Linked DNA regions of Mus musculus: region 1 is linked to region 2. The links are chromatin contacts, called in public Micro-C maps. All regions are on one chromosome and are shown on one strand. The core of a region is the stretch at or near the end of the contact, and the rest is flanking DNA. Distances in the headings are between cores, read along the strand shown.

Region 1 (6,882 bases), core at 3,532-6,031, 520 kb before region 2:
CAATTCAGAGCACTAGAAAAGAAGCAGCCCCAGAGATCTCTGCCAAAGGTCCCCTCAGGAATCTGCTGAGCATGGCTCTCAGCACGTGAAGAAACTGACAAGACTGGGGAAGGACCACCCAGGGGGTAGGAAGAAAATGGTGCTGAGCACTTACCACTCCAGGAGAGTGCTTGCTCGCTCTCAGCAGTAACTATTGAGATTATTATTTTTATTATTACTCATTGTAGCTTAGAAGTTAAGGTTCTTATTTAAACGAACCAGTGCCAGTGTGGTATGGGTTTTGTAATATAACTGGTTCAAAGAGAGGAGAAATGATGGCATATCATTTCAGGTTCTTACTCTAACATCACTTGACAGTAAACTACAGAAAGTAAAAGATGCACACTCTGAGTGCCCAGCCCTCTTGCCTCCATTCTGAGTGCCAGGGCTACCAACATGCAACACTATGCCTGACTCCACAAAAGAGCTTAGCAACCCAGGCGTGGAGTGCAGACCTATAATCCCAGCACTAGGGAAGCAGGGGCTGAGGCAGGAGGCTATGCAGATTCCAAGACTAGCCTAAGCTATTTAGCAAGTTCAAGGCCAGTCTGGGTTGTAGATGCCCAACCTCAAAACAAAAACAAAAACAAAAACAAAAACAAAAGTTAACAAATTACTTACAAGTGGTACATATTTATATACTATTATGTAATTCATGTTAACAGATCAAAACAGAAATTCCACTGACCGACACAAAGCCTCAAGTCCAACAACCAACCATATACTGATTAACCCCAGTACTCAGGAGGCAGAGGTAGGTAGATCTCTGAGTTTGAAGCCAATCTGGTCTACAAATCGACTTCCAGGACAGCAGGGCTACACAGAGAAACCCTGTCACAGAAAACAAAGAACAAACAAACACCTCTCATCAACAGGCAGATGAGGAGAGTTTTCCAGCCGATGCATTTGTACATGAAATACCTACAAGCTACAGCATGCTTGACAGTGAAGGACTTAAAGTGTTTCCCTCAGGGATCAACACTGAGGTATCCATTCTCCTATGACAGATGATGTAGCTGTAATGAACAGACAAGAAAAGGAAACAGATTGCAGACAGAGGTTAGAAAGGAAAAATAAAACTGTTTTTTTGCTAGTCAATGACCCTGAGACTACCGAGAAAGTGGATCCTCCAGAAAAGCTAAAAACTGCTAGAATTAAGTCAGTTTCAAGAGGTTTCAGGACTTCAAAAGTCACTGTGTAGCTGGGCAGTGATGGTACATGCCTTTAATCCCAGCACTTGGGCACTTGGGAGGCAGAGGCAGGCGGATTTCTGAGTTCAAGGCCAGCTTGGTCTACAGAGTGAGTTCCAGGACAGCCAGGGCTACACAGAGAAACCCTGTCCAAAAAAAAAAAAAAAAAAAAAAAAGTCACTGTGTGTGGTACTCAGGCACCCAGGCAGGCCTGAGAACTGAAAGCCAATCTGAGTTCCATTTCTAGATCCCACAGCTGGCCAGAGAACCTACTCTGGAGAGCTGTCTCTGACCACATGTGCATCTGATTGGTTCAAGGCCAGCTACATAGGAAGTTTGAAGTCAGTCTGGGACACATAAGATCCTCTCTCAAAATAAAAGACAAAAAAGGTCTAGCAAGATGGTTCACTTGTTACCATGCCTGACCACTTGAATTGGGTTCCTAGACTCACATCATGGAGGAACACTGACTCCCAAAAGTTCTTCTCTGGCATCACACACACACACACACACACACACACACACACAAATAAATAAATAAATAAATAAATGTAAATAAAACTAAGTCAAAACAACAGCAGAGTACAGTGAAGGGAAAAACTAGGAAAAAGAAGATGGTTAAAATGCAAGCCGCAAACTACAAGAAAGCATACACAACCACGCACTTCATAAGATTTATAATCTTAATATATTTTAGAAATCCTTTAAAACAATATGAGAAAGATGCACAATGGGTAAACAATGTATACAGATACCCTATCAGAAACACCCACTTGGCAAATGAGCACATGAAAAGACGCCCAACATTAGTCACTCAGGGTGTTAATTAAAGCCATAGTCATATGCCACCGACCTCTTAGAATGTCTAAAGTTAAAGATACCACAAAACAATGCATGATAGGTGTATAAAATTGTTCAACCATTTTGAAAGACAGTCTGTCCTATAGGTTTGGGGAGGGAGTTGAGGTTTTTGGGGGGGTGCTTTTTGTTTGCTGAGCTGGGGTCCTGCTTTGTTGCTCAGACTGGGTTTTAGCTCCTGGTCTCTTGCCCCAAGATCCCAAGGAGTTCGGCCTACGTACATGCCACCAAAGCCAGCTATTTGTTTTATGATTTTTGTTTTTTTGGGTTTTTTTGTTTTGTTTTGTTTTGTTTTGTTTTGTTTTGTTTTTTCCCAGACAGGGTTTCTCTGTATAGCCCTGGCTGTCCTAGAACTCACTTTGTAGACCAGGCTGGCCTCAAACTCAGAAATCCACCTGCCTCTGCCTCTGCCTCTGCCTCCCGAGTGCTGGGATTAAAGGCATGCGCCACCACGCCCGGCTCAGCTATTTGTTTGAAAAAGAGATATATTTTTACTTAAATTTATTTCTAACTGGTTTATTTAATTGTAAATATGGGTTATGTGATAAGTCTAGAAGTCCCTTAAAGGTTAAAATGCTCATCTAAAATATAATCCATCCATTCTAGCCCTAAGAATTTACCTGGGAGAAATAAAAGCCAATATCCACAAAAAAACAAACACAATCACTCAAAGAAGCTGTGCTTGTAATACCAAATCCGAGTGACACACACATAAGAGACCGCTGACAATGACTGGGAATGAACCAATGTGATACATGCAACACGATACTACACGGGGGAGATGTGAAACAGGGATGCTGCTCCAGAGAAGCCAGACTCTAAAAGGTCACTAACTGACTTCCATTTACACAAACTCCTAGGCACAGCAAGCTCAGGGAGTCCCAAAGAGCAGACCAGTTGCTCTCCTGTTCATCCTAAAGTGCAGGCAAGGCAACCTAAAGGAAGTGTGAAGGTGTATGCTTTATGTATGCGCTGAGAGCAGAATTCTCTCCACTGAAACCAGTGAGCCAGAACCACTCTGGTCATTCCAGGAGAGCTTGGCACCGTGGACACAGCAGTTAAACTTCCGGTGTCTGAATGTTTGAGAGACAATGTGACTGGCACGGGATAAAGCTGAAAGACGGGTTGGGTTTGCCAGAGTCGGCAAACCGGCTCCTCCAGCAGTTCAAGCCACCACTACCCCTTCTTCTGCCCCCACAGGAGAACCCTATCTCCACCCAGGTCTGTTCAGAACCCGGGTATGGGAGTCCATCTGACTCATAGGCACACGGTAGGCTAGGGCAGAGATATTCCTGGTGAAGGCTCTGAGACAGTAACTCTGGATCCATCCCACAGGTGGGCTGGAAGTGCAAGAACTTTTGACACGGCTAGGGAAATAAAGACAGAGGCTGTAAGCTGTCAACCAAGACCACCTGAACCAGGAAAGAGGTGGGTTCATATGCCAACAAGAAATCAAATCTACCCATTGGCCTGCAGGCTCCACCTCTAGGCGGCGCCAAGAAGGAGCCACGGTCGCGGGGAGGTGAGGAGGTCTTAATAGGATACCACAGGCTTCTCTATTTGCCAGCTTCTAGAGTGAGGTCAAGGCATGGGTAGCAGCCGCTGGTACAACCTCCCTTCCCATTCCATTCAGAAATGAAGACCTCACCAGTTGCTCTCTGCAGTTCTACCCATCCTTGGCTTTGGGCCCACAGCATAATCAACCGTGACAAAACCGTGTGGCAAGGCGCAGGCCAGGCTCGTGCCCAAGTCACTACTGGCTGCCACACTCACGTGATCAACAGGACTACAAGATAAGGCACAGCGGCTAATGCAACACTATCCATTTTCCCTTTCGGGAGGACTTGAGGCCGGTGATGCAGGTTGCACAACAGCTTGCACAGAGACACACCTACCTCCACCAGCAGATAGGTGAAGGGGATGACTTAGTCCCTGGGGCTATCCTGCCTTCTCTTCCCTCTGCCTATACCAGGCAGCCACTCAAATGGTTCCACATCCAGTCTAGACTTGAAAGCGGTGACTACTCCACTACAGCAGCTGCTACTTACAATTATATGTGGTGGGTGCTTGCGTGTGTGTGTGCGCGTGCGTGCGTACGTGTGTGTATGTGTGTGTTCGTGAGGGGTGATGCCCAGGTTGGTCAACTAGAGAGGACAAGGGATGTTTGGAACCCATTCTCCGATGCTTCTAATCATATCAACTCCGATAACAATATTGGCCATCCGTACCTGAGTTTCCAGCTGTCCCCAGGCAGACACTGCTTCGAGGATGCTCAGACTTGAGGTAGCAGAAAGGATCTTGCAGGCCAGTGCCTACCCTCCAGCAATATCTTCCAAAGGTCAGGTTCACAGCGCTCTTCTGCTCCCCAATCCCCTACATCTTCCTGCATTACTCTTGGCACTAGAGCAACCCTGATGCCAGCAAGGAAGGCAGCTTGCCGATTACCACCTCCTTCGCCGTCTGCGCCTGCGGGTCCTGTGTCCCTCTTGGAATCCCTCTCCCCCTGAGGACCCTTTACCGTTCAGATACGTCTCCTGAACAGCCCACACTACCTGGCCCTCTTGCACCCCGGGCAGCCAATTTGCTTCCTGCACCCCCAGGCGCCCCTCTCCTTCAGGCCCTCGGGGCCCTACAGGCCTGGCTCTCCCCAGCAGCTCGAGTCTGTCCCCACTCGCTAGGGATGCTCCAAGGACCACCGCCTCCCCGCCCAGATGCCTGCAGCTCTCCCAGCTGCGCTCGTCCGAACTTTCGAGCTCCTCCGTGCGCGGGCAGGGGCCGTGAGCCAACTCGGGCAGCTCCTCTGGCTGCCGCAGAAGCCTGCGTGGGCTGCCCTCCCCGCGCTCCTGCACCCCGGCACGGGCCTCGCCGCGCTCCTGCACTGCGGGGCCGCCTCCCCCCTTCTCCTGCTGCTGCCTGCGGGGCCCCAGGCCCTCCTCCTGCGCCACCGGCCCGCCGGCCGAACCCGTCCAGCGCGCCCGGCGCCTCCAGTCCGCGGCGTCGGGCGGCCCCCACACCACCCCCAGACTAGGCTCGTGACCGCGGCCGCCCCGCTCCTGCACCCCCAGCCCCACGCCGCCCTCCTCCTGCACGGCCGGACCCACCCCGCCCTGCTCCTCCACGCCGAGCTTCAGCCCGCGAAGAAGCTGCGGGCCCCAGCTGAGCCGCCCGACGCGCGCCGGCTGCTGCTCCGGCAGCGCGGGGCTCAGCCCGCCGCGCTCCTCCTGCGCCCCCCGCCGCCGACCCCCCGCGCCCGCCGCGCCGCGCACGCGCCTGCCCCCCAGAGGCCGCGCGCTCCCGCCCCTCCAGATGGTGCTGCCCTGCGCGCCCCCGCCCCGCGGCTTCCGCCTCGGCCCCAAGCGGGCCCGGCGTCCCGCCCTCGCCGCCCACACTCGACCTCGGCCACCCCGGCGCCGCGCCGCAGGTGCTGCGGCCCCGCGAGCCGGCGGCCCTCCAGCCGGGTTCTCAGAGCCCGCGCGCGCCTGCGCCGCCCTAGGGGGTGGGGCCCGCTGGGGTCGCTCCGCCTTCTTAAAGGGCCCTGGTCCATACACACACACACACACACACACACACACACTCAAAAAAAAAAAAAATGAAGTTCAAAATTAGGAGGTTTCATCGATTAATAAATTCAAGTGAGAACAAGTCCTGGAATAAGAGTCTGAATTTAGCCAGTACTTGGGAGGTAGAGCAGACAGATTTCTGAGTTCGAGGCCAGCCTGGTCTTCAAAGTGAGTTCCAGGACAGCCAGGGATACCCAGAGAAACCCTGTCTCACAGCCAGGGATACACAGAGAAACCCTGTCTCGGAAAAAAAAAAAAAAAAAAAAAAAAAAAAGTTACAGGAGCTCACCCCAGGCAGTCAAGGTCAAATGTAACATAGCTTAGCTAGAGAAAGGAAAGGAAGGAAGGAAGGAAGGAAGGAAGGAAGGAAGAAAGAAAGAAAGAAAGAAAGAAAGAAAGAAAGAAAGAAAGAAAGGAAGGAAGGAAGGGAATAAGAAAGAAGGAAGAGAGAGAGAAGAAGAAGAAGAAGAAGAAGAAGAAGAAGAAGAAGAAGAAGAAGAAGAAGAAGAAGAAGAAGAAGAAAGAAAGAAAGAAAGAAAGAAAGAAAGAAAGAAAGAAAGAAAGAAAGAAAGAAAGAAAGAAAGAAAGATAGGAAGAAAGGAAAAGATGCTGGCCCTGGATGAGGAAGACTTCTTTCTGCTCATTTACCACACCAGACTTATAAAAGCTCCTTTTTGTCAGATGGAGGCACACATCTTTAATCCCAGCACTGGGGAAGCAGAGGCGGGCAGATTTCTGAGGTCCAGGCCAGCCTGGTCTACAAAGTGAGTTCCAGGACAGCCAGGGCTACACAGAGAGACCCTGTCTCTAATTAATCAATTAATTGATTAATAAGAGTGCTTTTGTGTTTTGTGCACTTAGTCATCTTGGGGGACAGTAGCCCCTCCACTCGTCTCCTGGGGGTAAACATTTTAATAAACTTGATTTTTTTCCCCCCTTCAACCCTTGACTTCTGAGTCTCGTTGGGACCAAAGGTTGTGGCCAGAGGGGTGAGCAGATAGGACGGCCACATAAGCCACCCAGAGCCTAAGCTTGGCAGATTTGGGTCACGGTGGCTTGCTCTGTAAGGTGAGCAGAGAAACGTGCTGAATCACTTCATACAGCCCATTCTCTTGCCTGGGAGCAGAGGAGTGAATATTCTGCATCGCAGCTCGCCCTTGAGTGAGAGGGGCACAGGGGGAAAAAAGGGTTCAGTGCACCAACCTCCCTTGTACTGTTTGCCTCAGTAACGACAG
Region 2 (6,962 bases), core at 37-2,536:
ATACCTGGCTAGTCTTACTGTCTATACTTACTATTTTTATCTTCTGTACATACTGTGAGCTTCCCAGTGTGTGGGAACACCTAGATGATCTTGCTTCTCAAACTTCTTAAGAGGTTTATCTAGCTCAACAAGAAACTGCATCCTGCTGACAAGTTCAGTACACTTGAGACCCATCCGATGGGTCTGAGCCCTACCCTTCTGTGAGAGTTCCAGGATCCACCTATGACAGAATCACCAGCATGGAATGTAGAGAGACTGTCTTACAGGCGACACCTGTCAATAAAAAAAGCTGATAGCCAATGAGCTGAGACAGGAACCAGGAGGTGGGACACTGGAAGGAAGAGAGAGAATTCTGGGAAATAGAGAATAAAGAGTCTCATGGAGAGACACTGTAGGGAGACACTGAGGAAGAAGTAGGTTGGGACTGAAGGAGCGATAGCTAACCATGTGGAAGACATAGAATAGTTTGAATGGGTTCAATAACTTATGAGCTACTCTGTGAGCTTAAGGCAAAGTCATCTAATTATAAATAATTAGTCTCAGAGTCGTCATTTCAGGACTAAGGGGCTAAGAGTAGAAAAATGGATTTTTTTAAATGGACCCCCCAACCCCCCTCCCCCGTCTTAAGTGCCTCCCAGATGGGCTGGAATTCCCCTTCCTGAGTTCCCAAATCAAAGGACATCAAGCAGAGAGGACAGGGCTAAAGAAAGATTAGATGTTACTGAGCATAACAAAGGGAACAGCCCACGGGTTTCTTGATATCGGTCAAGTGGTGTTTTAGAGAAATCGCTTCGTCAGCCCACCCGCACATCCTCAAACCTGAGGGTTACATGAGACACGGGGTCTTCTGTGATTTCAGCGGCATGAGCCTGAGGCGCATCAACCTTTAGGAGCATGCATTCGTTATTTCAGCTTATTTTATGTGTGAACACACGGAAATACCCTTGATTCCTTGCCCTTCTGTGTTTGCCAAGGAGGAAATGGCCACTCACTCACTCAGGAAACATCTACAGTTCCCATCTCCAGCTCTGTGCCAAGTGCTGCTTAGCTCTGGGGATACACACAGCTTGGGGCTGGGGCTTCCTTTGTTTGGTTTTCTTATTGGTTGTCACTTATAAATCCTCTCTCCTTGTCTGCATCTCTGGTCCCTGCACTGTTTGACTCCTCAGCATCCTTGAGAGCCAAGAACTGACTTGTGCTGGCTGAGGTACTCTGTCGTATGTGGGCAATAGCAGGGAAGGTGTGTGTAGTAATGTCGTCCCTCTTCTGTCCCTTGAGATTTCTTAATCAGTGAGGTCCCCAGAGAGGCGTCAGTTTCTGTTCCTGTGTGATCTGTGCATTTGCTTCGTAATGTAACACAGTTGCCTCTTTTTATTTTCGGTTCCAAAGCTGGGTGACACAGAACACCAAACTGTCACAGATTTAGTCATCACACAGGTATCTGAGTCCAAGTTCTCTGAATCATAAAGAAGTTAAACAATAGCAGTTTATCCTGATACCAGACCATGGCCTCTTCACCCTTAGACCTAGTCTTCACTCGCCTGTGCTTTCCGCTGTGTCCATTTACATTATATAAGTAAGTTTTTAAATGTGAGGGGGAAATCTTCTTTACAGAATTTTGGTAATGTAGACAATGCCCTTGAGGTGAAGTTTGACCCCTTCCCGCTCCCCTCCTCCACCCAGCTTCCTCAGTTTCCTAAGTACAGGGCTGGAGTTAATGACTCGTTTCAAAAGAACAGAATATTAGTCTGGGCGTGGTGGCGCACACCTTTAATCCCAGCACTCGGGAGGCAGAGGCAGGCAGATTTCTGAGTTTGAGGCCAGTCTGGTCTACAAAGTGAGTTCCAGGACAGCCAGGGCTACACAGAGAAACCCTGTCTCGAAAAACAAAAACAAAAACAAAAACAAACAAACAAAAAAGAACAGAATGTTAAAAGAGAAAGGCAGGCAGGAGAGGGACAGCTCTGTAGCTGAGTGCATCCTGCTCATCCAGGGAGCCCTGAATCAGATTCCTAGCACCCACACACAGGCACCTCACAACAGCCTGTAATTCCAGCTCCAAGGGGATCTCCTGCCTTCTTCTGGCCTATACATGCATGAACACACACATGCACACACTCAAATAAATAATGAAAATAAATCTCTTGGGAGTGTTTTGTTTTCTTAAGTCAAGGTTTCTCTGTGTAGCCTTGGATGTCATGGAAGTCACTCTGTAGATCAGGCTGGCCTTGAGGGTGTTCTGGGATCTGCCTTTGCCTCCTGAGCTCTGGGATCAAAGATGTATGTGACCACAGTCCAGCACTGCTGATTTCTAACAGAGACTAGTCATAAGAAAAACATAAAATAACTCCAAACTGAGGTGTTCTATAAACTATCAGATCAATAGTTCTTACATTTATCATGGTCATAAAGAACAAGGAAAGACAGAAACTAAACTAAATGCAATATAGTATTCTGGATTAGATTCTGAACAAGTCCCTAGTGAAACTCTGGTAAAATCTAGTTTATGCTGGGGTTAACCAATGCAGTTAACAGTACATGGATGCTGTTTTTCAGATTTGACAAATGTATTACAGAAACAAACTAGGTAAGGAATTTTCTGTACTATCCTTAAAACTTTTCTATTTATCAAGTGGAAAATATGAATTACCAGTCAGTTATGGTGGCACATGCCTTTAATCCCAGCACTTGGGAGGCACAGACAGACAGACAGATCTCTGGTAATTTGAAGCTATCCAGATCTATGTAATGAGTTCCAGGCCAGTGGGGTTACATAGCAAAACCCTGTCTTAAAAATATACAAAATACTGCCGGGCATGGTGGCACATGCCTTTAATCCCAGCGCTCGGGAGGCAGAGGCAGGCGGATTTCTGAGTTCGAGGCCAGCCTGGTCTACAAAGTGAGTTCCAGGACAGTCAGGGCTATACAGAGAAACCCTGTCTTGAAAAAACAAACAAACAAACAAACAAACAACAATATATATATATATATATATATATATACACAAAATACTAATATCAGAAATAAAAAAAATAGGTCAGGTAAGCGGATGCCTACCATTCATTCCAGCACTCAGGAGGCAGAGGCAGGTGGGTCTCTGAGTTTCAGGCCAGCTTGGTCTATAGAGTAAGTTCTAGGACAGCCAGGGCTACACAAAGAAACCCTGTTTCAAAAACCAAAACCAAACCATACCAAACAAAACAAAAAATGTAAACCAAAACAAAACAAAACAAAAAACCTCTCCAACCCCCTCCCCCCAAAATAAGAAATAAAAAAGGAGGAGGAGGAGGAAGAGAAATGAACACTGGAATATTGCTAGTAAGATGATATATCTTTGTGCACTAGGTTGAATGATTTGTATATTGCCATTGTTTAAGTCTTAAATTTTAAGATGGTGGTACACGCCTTCAATCCCAGATCTCAGGAGCTGAAGGATCTCTATGGGTCTGAGGCCAGGCTGGCTTACACTGTAAGGAGAGGTAGGGAGTTAGAAAGGGAGGGAGGGAGGGAGGGAGGGAGGGAGGGAGGGAGGGAGGGAGGGAGGGAGGGAGGGAGAAAGAGACGAAGGGTTGATTCTTGCTGTGCTTCTTTGGCTGGGTCAGAAATTCTGGGCTCAAGAAATCTTTGGACAATATAGTATGAAATTAGCAGGTTCTTTGGAAAATACAAGTAAATAAAAATGGGTACAAAGAGAAAACAAACCATCTAGATGTCGCTGTGAACTGAATCTGTAATAAAAACTTCCCACAAAGAAAACTCCATGTCTGTATGGCCTTGCCAGCCACCCTAGGTATTTAAGAAAGAAACATATTCTTCAAGAACATTTAAATAATAGTAGATGTACTAGCTGGTTTTTTTTGTTTGTTTTGGTTTGGTTTTTTTTTTTTTTTTTTTTGTGTCAACTTGACACAAGCTGAAGTTATCACAGAGAAAGGAGCTTCAGTTGGGGAAGTGCCTCCAAGAGATCCAGCTGTAAGGAATTTTCTCAATTGGTGATCAAGGGTGCAGGGCCCATTGTGGGTGGTGCCAGCCCTGGGCTGGTAGTCTTGGATTCTAGAAGAAAGCAAGCTGACCAAGCCAGAGGAAGCAAGCCAGTAAGTAACATCTTCTATGGCCTCTGCATCAGCTCTTGCTTCCTGACCTGCTTGAGTTCCAGTCCTGACTTCCTTTGGTGAGGAACTATGGATGTGTAAGTTGAATAAATCCTTTCCTCCCCAACTTGCTTCTTGGTCATGATGTTTGTGCGGGAATAGAAACCCTGACTAAGACAGTAGGGAAAGGAATACTTACTGTGTGGCCTAGATTGTCCTCTAACACTCCTGCTGCCCCAGTCTCCCAAGTGTTGGGATTATGTATCATGCCTAGTCTACCTTTTTTGTTTGAGACAGGGTTTCTCTATACAGCCTTGGTTGTCCTGGAACTCACTATGTAGACCAGAATAGCCTCAAACTCACAGAGATCCACTTGCCTCTGCCTACCCAGTGCTGGAACTAAAGGTATATACCATGCCTCACCCAACTTGTTTTGAAATAAGCATAGTCCTTACCTTATATGAGACTACATATGATGTTGTAAAGGCAGGAAGTTATTGAATAATGCCTTTCATGAGCCCCCATACAACTCTAAATAAATGCTAACAAATCAAATCCAGAATTATACAAAAAAAAAAAAAAAAAGACACAATACCTTGATTAGGAATGCCAGGCTTATCCAAGGAATGGGAGACTAATGTATCATTCCAAAATCAGAGAATGCAAATTTAACATTAGCAGGCTAGTGGAGAATAGCTGTAGTTATCTCAGTGTGTCAAGAGCATTGGATACAATATAACATTTGTTTATGTAATACTGCTTAGGAAACCAACAGTAACATTTTCTCTAACAAGTTACATGCACCTCTCAAAAGCCTATAGGTACCAAACAACTTAATACATTAATGCTGAAATATCATTTCATTGCCCTGATATCAGAAACATGATAATAAGACCATAGTGTGTGTACTGGAGCCCCAAGCGACTACTGTAAATAAAGCAAGGAGAAAAGGTACAAAATCTGGAGATAGATGAAGCTAGCGCAAGCCTGCAGCCCCACTGACTCAGGTTGCTGAGGCAGGGAGAATTGTTTGAGTGTCTCAGTTTTTTTTTCTTTCTTTTTAAAAATGTGTGTGTGTGTCTTCTTCATGTGTGCCTGTGCACCACATGCATGCAGTGCCTGAGGAGGCCAGAAGAGGGCGTCCCATCTGCTGAGACTGCAGTTACAAATGATTCTGAGCCCACCAGATATTAAACTTAAACTCCAGCTCCCAAGTCCTTCAATGTTTGATTGTACAACATAGTACTGCTCTGTTTCAGGAAAGAGAAAGAGAGACAGAAACAGTCATAATAACATGGCGGCATACATAGAACTTCTGAAAGGACTGACAAATAAAGTATTAGAATCCATGAATGAATTTAACAATGTTGGTAGATAGAAGGCTAAAAAGGAAACTGTGTCAATACATTTCTATAATCAATAGAGAGTAAAATATTAAAAACATCATTAAAATAATATTTTAAAGACTGCTAAATAAAAGCCTGGCTTGGTGGTTCCTAGCTTTATTTCCAGTATTTGGGAGGCAGGGGCAGGCAGATCTCAGTGAGCTGGAGGCAAGCCTGGTCTACATAGTGAGTTCCAGGACAGCCAGGTCTAGGTAGAGACCTATCTCAAAACAAAACAAAACTGGTTAACTATCTAGGAATAAATCTAACAAAGACTGTGCCAGAGCCCAGAAGAGTATGAGACACTACAGAGGGAAATGGCAGAAAGGACATGAGCCAGGCAACAATGGCACATGACTTTAATCCTAGAACTCAAGAGGCTGAAGGCCAGCCTGGTCTACAGAGGGAGTCCCAGGACAGCCAGGGCTATACAGAGAAACCCTGTCTCAGAAAAGTAAGAAAAAGAAAAGAAAGCACAGGGGCCAGGATGGCGGTGCAGTAAATAGGATGGAGCCTGGAGTGTTTGCCCTGCAAGCATGGACCCAGTGCCATGTCAAGATCACCCTGGTGCTGGGGAAGTGAACACAGGAGCACCCCGGGGGTCTCACCAGTCATCCAAATCCGGTCTAATTGGTGGGCTCCTGGCCAATGGCAGACTGTGTCTCAAAGAAGATGCACAGCATTCCTTAAGCTGTCCCGTGGCCTCTGTGTGCACATGTCTTCGTGTGCACGCTCATCCTGACCCACGAGAAAAGTGAGAATATTACTTGGAAGACCGAAGCAGAGGAGGATTTTGAGTTCAAGGTCACTCTGGGCTAAACAGCAAATCCAAGCATACCTGGCCTCTGGAGTGGGGTGAGACCGTATCAGAAAATAAAAATAAGTTAGTAATTTCGGTTATAAAAAGTCTTGACCTGGGAGAAGAGGTTCATAACCTGTGCTCCATGGAGGAATCACTCTCAACACAGACAGGGAACTTAGATAATCAATGAAAGGACAACAAAAGTCAGTAAAACACCCTAATGTTTACTTATTAATCTGTGAGTGTCTGCCATGTGAGGTCAGGTACCCTTGGCGGCCAGAAGAGGGTGCGGGGGGTCCCTGGAAGCTGGAGTTGAAGGTGGCTGTGAGCTTCCCATGTGGGTGCTAGGTGTCTAATCTGGGTCCTTAGGGAGAGCAGCCAAGTTCATTTAAATGTGGAACATTTCTCCAACTCCAGTGTTCAACAGAGTGTGGTGGCTCACGGCTATAACCCCAGCACTCAGGAGGCAGACGGATGCAGGAAGATCGATGCAGGTCTGAGGTCAGCCAGGGCTGTATCTCAAAAACAGGATATCAAACTGACCAAAAAACACACAGGATGGTCAGAATCAGGAAAAGATGCCCTTCTCCCATTGATGTCTAACTAGGCCATCCTCTGCTACATATGCAGCTAGAGCCATGAGTCCCACCATGCGTACTCTTTGGTTGGTGGTTATCTGTGATA

Evidence for each region. A called contact is a pair of places that touch in the nucleus more often than the background predicts.
Region 1: a contact with region 2 is called in a Micro-C map of embryonic stem cells, with 1.7 times the contacts expected there. The contact joins the promoter of Tnk2 here to the enhancer-like site in region 2. A contact is called at or near these places in 4 of 39 promoter capture datasets (embryonic stem cells, erythroid cells, pre-B cells and 1 more), 1 of 484 Hi-C or Micro-C datasets (embryonic stem cells), 8 of 115 datasets of contacts at active chromatin or transcription factors (effector CD8 T cells, embryonic stem cells, large pre-B cells and 1 more) and 1 of 9 other capture datasets (adipose tissue).

What each region holds. Positions count from the first base shown.
Region 1 is chr16:32,642,542-32,649,423 of GRCm38.p6, reverse strand. Tnk2 (tyrosine kinase, non-receptor, 2) reads right to left here and starts at 4,781. Exons shown (of 16, transcript NM_016788.3): 1 at 4,316-4,781.
Region 2 is chr16:32,118,920-32,125,881 of GRCm38.p6, reverse strand. No RefSeq gene overlaps it. Among named protein-coding and RNA genes, the nearest start is that of Cep19, 23 kb to the right of the region's middle. Within about 2 kb of position 1,286, at least 92 of the 459 cell types and tissues checked have an H3K27ac peak or open chromatin away from gene starts, as enhancers often do. A contact at or near this core is called in adipose tissue, embryonic stem cells and pre-B cells, where this site is marked.